2 separate regions of the Hordeum vulgare genome follow, and region 1 is linked to region 2. The links are chromatin contacts, called in public Hi-C maps. All regions are on one chromosome and are shown on one strand. Each heading gives the region's core, a stretch centred on a gene start, on an enhancer-like site or on the middle of the called end of the contact. The rest is flanking DNA. Distances are from core to core; before and after follow the strand shown.

What was found. A called contact is a pair of places that touch in the nucleus more often than the background predicts.
Region 1: a Hi-C map of leaf shows a contact between it and region 2, with 2.6 times the contacts expected there. The contact joins the promoter of LOC123447245 here to the promoter of LOC123450180 in region 2. A contact is called at or near these places in 2 of 6 Hi-C or Micro-C datasets (leaf and seedling).

The regions. Positions count from the first base shown.
Region 1 is chr4H:11,562,770-11,568,217 of MorexV3_pseudomolecules_assembly, reverse strand. LOC123447245 reads right to left here and starts at 3,015. Exons shown (of 5, transcript XM_045123832.1): 1 at 2,365-3,015; 2 at 2,211-2,283; 3 at 1,685-1,786; 4 at 762-1,034; 5 at 67-420. The coding sequence starts at 2,630. The coding sequence ends at 226.
Region 2 is chr4H:11,187,977-11,193,563 of MorexV3_pseudomolecules_assembly, reverse strand. LOC123450180 (putative hydrolase C777.06c) reads left to right here and starts at 2,533. Exons shown (of 8, transcript XM_045127562.1): 1 at 2,533-2,540; 2 at 2,628-2,760; 3 at 2,837-2,893. The coding sequence starts at 2,533. It overlaps LOC123447235, which reads left to right. Exons shown (of 2, transcript XM_045123822.1): 2 at 162-518. The coding sequence ends at 167.

The DNA of each region.
Region 1 (5,448 bases), core at 1,766-4,265, 370 kb before region 2:
AGTGATGTTATATGTTGAACTCAGCTCGCGGAGAAGACAACACGACTCGTACCACTAGCGCCCAGATACAAAATTATGCTTCAGCAAGACCTTATTCTCCCCGAGTTGCTCTTTGCATTCACATAATATTGTCGATAAAATAGCAATTCAAAGAGGAGTACAAAGAGCATTCGACTATTCACGGCGAGTCATGTACGTTGTGGCCTTCGTTCGGGTTTTGCAGAATTATGTCGAACTGGGTGGGCGGTAGTCCCTGAATACGGAGGAAGAGCCACCGGATGCAGCAGGGGAAGGTGACGACGCAACAAAGTTGCTTGCTGGTAGTGATGCCGAGGGGTGGTGTCCTTGATGCCCGGTACCTGCGAAGCGAGACGGGCTTACTGTAGAGAAAGGTGCTGCTGGACTTCTTGGAGTGTTGCCCTGTAAGAAAACAAAGTGGTTTTCAGCTCAACATGGACAATAGCACACAGTTCGATCGCAGCGATTATCATATTCTACTAGAAATACTAACTTCCAGCAAAATGATAAATACAAAAAGGAAATCCAGAACATGTAACAACATTCTCAAGCCTGGGTACTTTAAAATATAAATTCATTAAAGCATCCAATAGCAAAAAGGAAATCCAGAACATGTAACAATATTGCTGAAATGAAATTACTAATGTAGACTCATTTTTGCTAGTAACTTGCGTTGATTCATTGAAGCATCCAATAGCAAAATATAGATTTGGCCTCGAAGTATGGCCATTGCAAAAACTTACAGGGTTGTGGTTGCGAGAACCAAATGGAGACCTAGCAAAGGAGGCTGTTGAAGGAGAAATACTGTGGACATGATGCAAGGGACGTCCAGGAGTGCCCTGGTTGGAACCAGCATCTGACTCCCCAGCAAACTCGCTGAAATTGACATCAACGGTCATTCTGGGCACCTGTCTGGGAACACTTCCATCAGCTGTGTTTTCTGGCGGCTGAGGCATGGCAGCACGCAGCGAAGCCTGCATGCTGCGTGTTCTGATTTCTTCTTCGGCATTTAAAATCTGTTCAAACAGCCAAAATTAATCTTACTTAGTACACTGACTAGTGACCACCACGGATAGTTACTCAAAGAAAATAGAGCATGCAACCACCAATATGTTTGTGCTTACTGTGCCAACTCTGTATGCATATAACAAGGTTACATTGCATATGCACAGCAGCATCCAGCATGATTAATATTTTTACAAAATATTTGATAAAGAGACAAGTTTGAAAGCCTACTATAAATTCTACCCGTTTCTTGTGTCAGTTAGCATATATAAGCAACTCCAAATAACTCTTCCTGTCCATGAACTTTGTATAATTCAAATTATTAAAGTACTTCATTAGAAACCGGTGCATGTTTAAACTATGAATTTATTATTTATTTAATCAGTTTCACATTCAGATGGGATAGCAAGTTTACAATTTTTCAATTCATAATTTTCAAACAGAAGAAAAACTCATTTGAACCAGTGTACTTCAAGTGGCTACTCGATTAACGATGAAAACAGTCAAATCCACACACATCATCACCTGAAGTTGTCAACCACCGAATATCACATGGTATTCAAGGTTCAGTTACTTAAGCATACAGGAACGTAACAGGGGATGAAGAACGTAGCAACTAGTTCTGAACCACAAGCGGCAGTCAAAACAATGAGAAAATTACCTGCTTCAGCATCTGCACGAGATCATGCTTTTTCTTACTCAAGGTATCCAGCTTGTCAGTCAACTCTCTCTTCCTTTCTTCAACTCCATCAGGTTGACCCACCTAAAACAAAAATAGGACTCAGAGCTCTAGATGAAAAAGCAAACAAGCATAATGCACCAAGCTTCCAAGCATAGGTTTTAGCTTGCAAACAAGAATGGTATGTGTGGTTTGGTTAATCAATTGTACTCAGGAATCACAAAGCACTCAGCAAAATCTCCATGAAAAACTCAAGAATTAAACTGTTGTTCAGCAGCAACCGATAATAATAAATATATTGCATCCTCATGAAAGAGCTAACTGTTGTCCAGTGCAGCTAAAAAGCTTAATTGTAGAGTAGTGGAGTAAAACTCAAAAGCATCATTACTTATCCTTACTTATTGGCTTCTTCCAACCCAGAAATGGAAGAGGCAACCTAGGAATTTCATCCTACTTCCAACTCTGAGCTAAAAGTCTACTAGATTCTAAGATAGAACCACCATAATACCATGACGAGAAGCAATTCCAAAAATCTACTGTCGGGGCTTCGCAAGTAGTCATCCACCAATGACCTGAATGACCTGAATCTAACCCTAAGCCATCGTTAGCAGGATAGCAGCTAAAATCTCACGCAGCTATGAGGAACCTACGACGAGGCTCACCTCCGAGTTGGGGTCGAAGCCTTCGCTCTCGCCTTGCCCTTCTTCAGGGTCACCGTTGCCGCCGGCATCGACATCTCCGGCGACCACCTCTCCCGCATCGTCCATTTCCACATCCTCCACCGCCCCCTCCTCCTGCTGCTCCTCCTCCTCCTCTCCTTGCTGCTGCTCGTCTTGCCCCTCTCCCTCCCCCTGTTGCTGCTGCTCGTCCTGTCCCTCTTCCTCCCCCTGCTGCTGCTGCTGCGGCGGCGGCGGCATCTGCACATCATGCCGGTCGGCCTGATGGTGCTGCTGACCCCCGTCCACCTCCCGCGCCTCCCCCACGGCCGCGGCGCCGTCGTCCAGGCGGGAGTTGGGGGAGTTGGGCCGGGGAGCCCCGGCGAGGCGGGAGACGGCGAGGGAGCGGCGGTGGAGGAGGCGGCGGAACTGGGACGCGGAGAGCGTGGGCTGGGGCACCGGCCAGCGGCGCGCGGCGTCGTCACCGCTCTGGTGGAGGTTGCCGCGGTACATCGAGATCGCCACCATCTCTGCCGGCCCGTGTGGATGGAGGTGCGCCGGCTGGGGATTCGGGTGCGAGCGGCCGGCGGCGGCCCTGGGTTTCGGTAAGCCGCCGTTGGGCCTTCACGGCGGATCTATCTTTCGCGTTTTCCTTGTGGATGCTGACCAAACTCCGGGCCATCGGATTAGTTGTTGGGCCCTCCCGGTTTTCCAGCTCACTTACTGCTAGTTACCAAATCACTAGGGCATTGCTTGGGATACCTTTTTTTTGCAGAATACACGTGCAAAACAAATACTCCCTCCGCCCGATAAAACCTGTCACCCTTCATCTTTACCTAATAATAAAGAGGCTATTGCTTCCGTCGGAAAACCCACCGAGGTGATTTTACAAAAAAAACCTTACTGTTTATGACATTAAACTCGTAGTATATATTAAATATTTTTTTAAATATTCATATCTTTTAAACCGTAACTCCAAATTTAACATATTATACATGGAATTTGATTAGAAAAATATGTAGAATTTAAATATGATATTATTTTATCTGTTAAATGTTTAATAAAAAATACTATCTAGGGTGCAATCCTAATAAATAAGTCATTATTCGTCTTTCTTTCATACCGGTACTCATTCGGGTTGGGAATGAACACGTCAACAAAATCAGGATTAGAGATGAAACTGAAGGTCACTTGACTGATTCTTTGTACGTATTAAATCTACATGCAAGCCGTGTTAAAATAGAAGACCTGTGAAATTTTGAACTGCATTTTTGTAGGATAAGACCATCTTTATTTGTATCGTAACTATAAATTCTCAAATTATAGACATTTTTTATAAATTAAGAGCGTGTGCCGTGTGGTATTTCTTTCTCCCGTTGCAACGCATGGACCCTTTTGCTATAATTCAAAAAACCGTCTTGAACAACTTGAGCTTCTTCGGGTTGTCCGTCTTGAACAACTTGAGCTTCTTCCTCTTGAACAACTTGAGCTTCTTCCTCGTCTGCAACTTGGGCTTCTTCCTTGTCTGCATCTTGTTGATCTTGTTCATCTTCATCCATCAAGTTCAAATCAATGGGATCACCATGTTGAGCTTCGTCCTCCTCTTCAGCCAGCAAGTTCAAATCAATGAGATCACCATGTTGAGCTTCGTCCTCCTCTTCAGCCAGCAAGTTCAAATCAATGAGATCGCCGTGTCGAGCTTCGTCATCCTCTTCAGCCATCAAGTTCAAATCAATGGGATCATCGTGTCGAGCTTCGTCCTCCTCTTCAGCCAGCAAGTTCAAATCAATGGGAGCATCGTGTTGAGCTTCGTCCTCCTCTTCAGCCAGCAAGTTCAAATCAATGGGAGCATCGTGTTGAGCTTCGTCCTCCTCTTCAGCTAGCAAGTTCAAATCAATGGGAGCATCGTGTTGAGCTTCGTCCTCCTCTTCAGCTAGCAAGTTCAAATCAATGGGATCATCGTGTTGAGCTTCGTCCTCCTCTTCAGCCAGCAAGTTCAAATCCATAGTTGCTCTATCTATACTCATAACAAGAGTATACAAAAGAAGAATCGTCAGCATATAATAATAACAAGAGTACACAGGAAAAAGAGTATATAAGGCTCAAGAGCAATAACAAATCAACAACTGATCATTGCTGTCAACACAAAAGGTATAGATGATCTTAGTGATGATAATACATTTTTTAAAGCCAGGACTACTTCATTTAAATGCAGATGACAGTAAAGCACTGGATTTGTTGCTGCTCCAAGCTTAATGTGCCTCACTGTCCATACAGGGGACATTGGATTTGTTGCAGCAACATTAAGGGGGTTGTTGCTGCGTTTTAACGTGTCGGTAGTAGGTAGTCCATACAAGGGTTTGTCCAGCAGCAGCAAGGGGTCTCTCGTAGTGCTTTTTTTTGGCGAGTCTATCAGAACGGCTGTCGTAGTGATTTTTTAAAGCCAGGACTACTTAATTTTATGTCGAGTTGGCAATGGTGCAAATATTCGTGTTTGGAGGGATCCATGGATTCCACGTGGTCCGCCGTACACACCCATTACTCCTAAGAGGAATTGTCGCCTTAAAAGAGTAAGTGATTTCTTAGATGATCGCGGTAATTAGAAGGTGGATCTGGTACAACAACACTTTTGGTAGCCGGATGTGGACTCCATCCTCAAGATCAGAACGTCTATGAGGTAACAGGAGGACTTTATTTCATGGCCATGGGAGAAATCGGGCATGTTGACAGTAAAGAGCGGTTATCATGTGGCGATGGCGGACCACTATGATCAATTTTGCCCAGGTTCGTCCATCAATCATCCATCGGGATATAGATCTCTCTCACGATTAGTGTGGAATGTTGCGATTGCACCAAAACTCAAGATTTTTGCCTGGCAAGTGGCCGCAGGCGCTCTGCCGACGGATGCTGAAAAGAGAAGAAGGCATATTGGTCTGAATGGGTGTTGTAAGTTATGTGACCGAGAGCAGGAATCATCATTTCATGCGCTAATATCTTGCCCAAGTGCCGCTAATCCGTGGGACCTGATGCAGATGCAGTGGCCTCTACCGAACAGATCCATGATCAAGTGGACGGGGACTGAATGGTTGT
Region 2 (5,587 bases), core at 1,284-3,783:
CTAATCTATCAGTACTACATTAAATACATACATATGGCTGAAACAAGTTTTCGTTTCTATTGGATGTGCCGACTCTTCCGTGGTCTCTCTTAAAACCAATGATTCTACCTCATATGTCCGATTCTACTCGATAATATTTGACCGTCCTCTCCTGATTGCAGGCTTGAGCTTGGAGCTGGGCAGTCGTTCGTTCCACTTGCAGCAAATTCATTCTCCTTGTATCCTACCGCGGTGGCGTCACACGAGTAATGATGATAATAAGATGTCCGGAGCCTTTTTTTAGATCAGGGAGAAAGGCCTCGTGGACCATGATGGTGTGCTGTCTGAAAAAAGTGTGTATGTTGGTCTGCTGTCTCTCGTTAGTGAACACGGATTCTGTGTAGATTTGTACATCTGCTTGCTGCAACTGGGACCTGTGTAAAATATATGTAGTCCATGTCTTTGTTTCATAGCACTACTTCAGACAGAAAGAAAAACATCTCCTATGGAACGTCTGGCGATGCTTTTTGTGCGTTTAAGCTGTTCTCTATCTTCATTTTTTTTTCTGAGATTCTTTTTTAGGGAAACTTTTTTTCAACACAAAACAGGCACAGACGCTCATATGCATGCATACACTATCACTTATGAGCGCCTTCAAAAGACTGGGCTGACACATATTTCGAGATTGACGGTAATGTCTTCTTTCATTAAAAGCACATTATCGAAAGGTTTGAAATTAATCTAGAAAAATGTGAATGCTAATATCAAATCTAGAACTTGAACCCTGATGGGTTGAGAATACCAAACAGTTTTTTAGATGATGAGCGGGTTATATGCTAAGCGAAAAGAGTAGCAGCACGGACAGTCGAGAGGAACAAGCACTAAAGCACGTAATATTCGGCATTTCCTATTCAACGCTTGTAGTCCATGTAATAATTAGGGTGTTTCTATGTCTCGCTTTAGGCGAGACAGGAGGTGCGCTCGCGTAAGGGGGGACCACTAGATGGCCCGGCAAAGCCGCGCGAGAGCCACAGCCAGTTTTCTTTGTTTTTTTTATTTTTGTTCTCGTTTTTTTGTTATTTTTATACCTTTTTATACTTAAAAATATTATTCACATATCTCTACTATTAAAGCATGATCGAACATCGTGATGGTTCAACCTACCGATGGTTCGACCTTCCAGCGATCCCACCTCGTCCCCGAACAAAAAAAAACCCGTCACCGAGCCTCCCACTCGCGCCCCCTCAGCCACCAACCGCTCCCTCCCCCTCCCCTCTCGATCCAGATTGGATCGGGGCTGAGGTCGCGCCGCCCCGCCGGTGCCCCACTGCCGGGCCACCACCAGCCCACGCCACTGGCCGCCCCCCTCATTGGCCCCATGTTCGTGCTCGGCCATGTCCTCTCTGTGATCTTATCGAGTGACAAAGAAGGTGGAAGGGGAAAGCATCTTCTGGCCAGCCAGAGAAGAGAGAAGACGCAGCAGGGGAGGAGGAAGAGTCGCCCGCGCGTCGCCGACGGGCCCTCCCCGTCGTCACGCCGGGGCGGGGGCAGCGCCGGACAGAGGCTTCGGCTGCCGGTGCAGCTGCGGCAAGTGCCGCGGACGCGGAAGCGGGCCCAGGAGGGGAAGGGGGCTCTCATGCGCTCCGCCTCCGAGCCGGCGCTCTGGTGGCACGACGCCCGCGTCCATCCCGCGCAGCCCCGCCCGCCGTCCCCGCCGCCGCCGCCGCTCGACCGCCCGCACACCTGCTACGACGTCTATTTGCAGGTTAAATGATGCAGACGCCTTGTTTTCTTCCTTAAATCACAAGCTACCTGCCTGTGGATGATGGGATTGTACGCACGGAGCCTTGATAACTTACCTCCAATAATCGAGAATTCCTGACTCATGCTCATTCCAGCTCCAGTTAATACCATGAGCTTGTTACTGAGACAAGTAACAGATAATTAAGATTCCTCTTCAAATGTAGCTCAAGAACTTGATAAGGAAGTTCAATACAGACTTTCACCTCTTATCTATAAACTGGTATAGTAGGTCCACATCCTTGGAGGTTGGAGGATCTGAATCAGGAACTATCCGTTTGCCTCTCAAAAACTGGATGTAAGTTTCACAATAATCTTTAGATACAACAATTGATGAGTGGTTATTTCTTGCTTGAATGGAGCGAAAAGAGCATCTCAATGGAAGAGGAATTTTCCTCCTATGAACAAGTCCATTATATATTGATGCTTGGATATTGTAAAAATGAGGACAATATCCTGAAATATAATTTATTGCAATTAGTTAGTGCAAAAAAGTAGATTAGCCTAATTGTCCCAGAAAAGGCCATTCTCTTGGCGAACTTGCCTTTTGGTATTCCTCTCAGAGCACTTCCAAAACCTGCAATGATCTGAAGTACATTACACATGTAAGTTGTATAATTCGACTCGGTATTGAACACTAGAAAGAGTGTACATATTGAATACAACCAACTTATTGCATTGGTATGTGACCAAGAAGTATCATTACATGAAAATGATTCCAACAGATTTAACTTTGTGAGTCACAACTGCCGAATGGTGGAGTAGCTGCAAATGGGTTGAACAGAACATCCTACTAAGTTAGTGCTTATGTGACCAGGTTCATAAATCATACGCCTGTTTGCTTTCAGGCTCAACACCTCCCTTTTGGTGGACTATTGCCAAGATGGAACACACAAGTACATCCTAATCGACATCGGCAAGACCTTCAGAGAGCAAGTTCTCTGGTGGTTTGTCCACCACAAAGTTCCTTACGTTGACTCAGTGAGATATTCGACAGTGCATTATTTTCTGAAAAAAATAAAAATCCTGGGGACTAAGAAGGTTCTGCGCAGTGCAGATCATTCTGACTCATGAGCATGCAGATGACGTATTAGGCCTTGACGAAGTCTGGGTGGTACTGTTGGAAATATGCCCTAGAGGCAATAATAAAATGGTTATTATCATATTTCCTTGTTCATGATAATCGTCTATCGTTCATGCTATAATTGTATTAACAGGAAGCACTAATACATGTGTGAATGAATAGATCACAATGTGTCCCTAGCAAGCCTCTAGTTAGCTAGCTCGTTAGTCAATAAATGATCATGGTTTCCTGATCATGGACATTGGATGTCATTGATAACGGGATCACATCATTGGGAGAATGATGTGGTGGACAAGACCCAATCCTAAGCCTAGCACTAGATCGTATTGTTCGTATGCTAATGCTTTTCTAATGTCAAGTATCTTTTCCTTCGACCGTGAGATTGTGCAACTCCCGGATACCGTAGGAGTGCTTTGGGTGTATCAAACGTCACAACGTAACTGGGTGACTATAAAGGTGCACTACGGGTACCTCCGAAAGTGTCTGTTGGGTTGGCACGAATCGAGATCGGGATTTGTCACTCCGTGTGACGGAGAGGTATCTCTGGGCCCACTCGGTAGAACATCATCATGAGCTCAATGTGACTAAGGAGTTAGTCACACGATGACGTGCTACGGAACGAGTAAAGAGACTTACCGGCAACGAGATTGAACAAGGTATAGGTATACCGACGATCGAATCTCGGGCAAGTTCTCTACCGACAGACAAAGGGAATCGTATACGGGATTGATTGAATCCTTGACATCGTGGTTCATCCGATGAGATCATCGTGGAGCTAGTGGGAGCCACCATGGGTATCCAGACCCCGCTGATGGTTATTGGCCAGAGAGGTGTCTCGGTCATGTCTGCCTGTCTCCCGAACCCGTAGGGTCTACACACTTAAGGTTCGATGACGCTAGGGTTATAGGGAATTGTTATACGAGATTACAGAAAGTTGTTCGGAGTCCCGGATGAGATCTCGGACGTCACGAGGAGCTCCGGAATGGTCCGGAGGTAAAGATTGATATATAGGACGGATGGTTTCGGACACCGGAAGTGTTTCGGGCATCACCGGTAACGTACCGGGACCACCGTAGGTGGTCCCGGGGGACCACCGAAGGGGGGCTGCGACCCCAAGAGGTAAGATGGGCTAAGTGGGGGTGGGAACCAGCCCCTAGTTGGGCTGGTGCGCCTCCCCAATCAGCCCATGGCGCAGGGGAAAGAAAAAGAGGGGGGGAACCCTAACTTAGGTGGGCCTTAGGCCCACCAGAGGGGTGCGCCACCCCCTCCTCCCCATCTGGCCGCCACAAACCCCATCTGGGAGGGCTGCCGCACCCCCTAGGGTGGGAACCCTAGGGGTGGCACCCCCTCTCCCCTCCCCTATATATAGTGGGCACTCTTGGCCTTTGGAGGACACAGTTTTCCCTCTCCCTCGGCGCAGCCCTGCACTTCTTCCTCCTCCTCTCTGCCGGCGCTTGGCGAAGCCCTGCCGGGAGACCTCGTCTCTCCACCAACACCACGCCGTCGTGTTGCTGGTCTTCTTCCCCAACCTCTCCCTCCTCCTTGCTGGATCAAGGTGCGGGAGACGTCACCGGGCTGCACGTGTGTTGAACGCGGAGGTGCCGTTGTTCGGCACTAGATCGGAATCGCTGCGAGTACGACTCCATCAACCGCGTTCTAGCAACGCTTCCGCTTAGCGATCTTCAAAGGTACGAAGATGCTCTTACCCCTCTCTCGTTGCTGGTCTCTCCATAGGAAGATCTGAACATGCGTAGGAAATTTTTTGAATTTATACTACGTTACCCAACAGTGGCATCCGAGCCAGGTTTACTATGCGTAGATTCTATGCACGAGTAGAACACAAAATTTGTGGGCGATGGTTTGTCAATTTGCTTGCCGTTACTAGTCTTATTCTTTTCCGGCGGTATTGTGGGATGAAGCGGCCCGGACCGACCTTACACGTACGCTTACGTGAGACTGGTTCCACCGACAGACATGCACATCGTGCATAAAGGTGGCTAGCGGGTGTCTGTCTCTCCTACTCTAGTTGGATTGGATTTGATGAAAGGGGTCCTTATGAAGGGTAAATAGCTTTGGCATATCATCGTTGTGGCTGTCACGTAGGTAAGAAGGCGTTCTTGCTAGAAACCCAAATCAGCCACGTAAAACTTGCAACAACAATTAGAGGACGTCTAACTTGTTTTTGCAGGGTTTGACATGTGATGTGATATGGCCAAAGTTGTGATGTTGCATGTATGATGTATGAGATGATCATGTTATTGTAATAGGTTTCACGACTTGCATGTCGATGAGTATGACAACCGGCAGGAGCCATAGGAGTTGTCTTAATTTATTGTATGAGATGCAACGCCTTGTGCTTGCTATTTTTACTTCATTGCTAACGGTTAGCCATAGTAGTAGTGATAGTAGTAGTTGGCGTGACGACTTCACGGAGACACGATGATGGAGATCATGATGATGGAGATCATGGTGTCACGCCGGTGACGATGATGATCATGCGATGCCTGAAGATGGAGATCGAATGAGCAAAGATGATAATGGCCATATCATGTCACTATATGATTGCATTGTGATGTTTATCATGTTTTACATCTTATTGCTTAAAATGATGGTAGCATAATAAGATGATCCCTCCTAAAATTTCGAGAAAGTATTCCCCTAAGTGTGCACCGTTGCGAAGGTTCGTTGTCTCGAAGCACCACGTGATGATCGGGTGTGATAGAT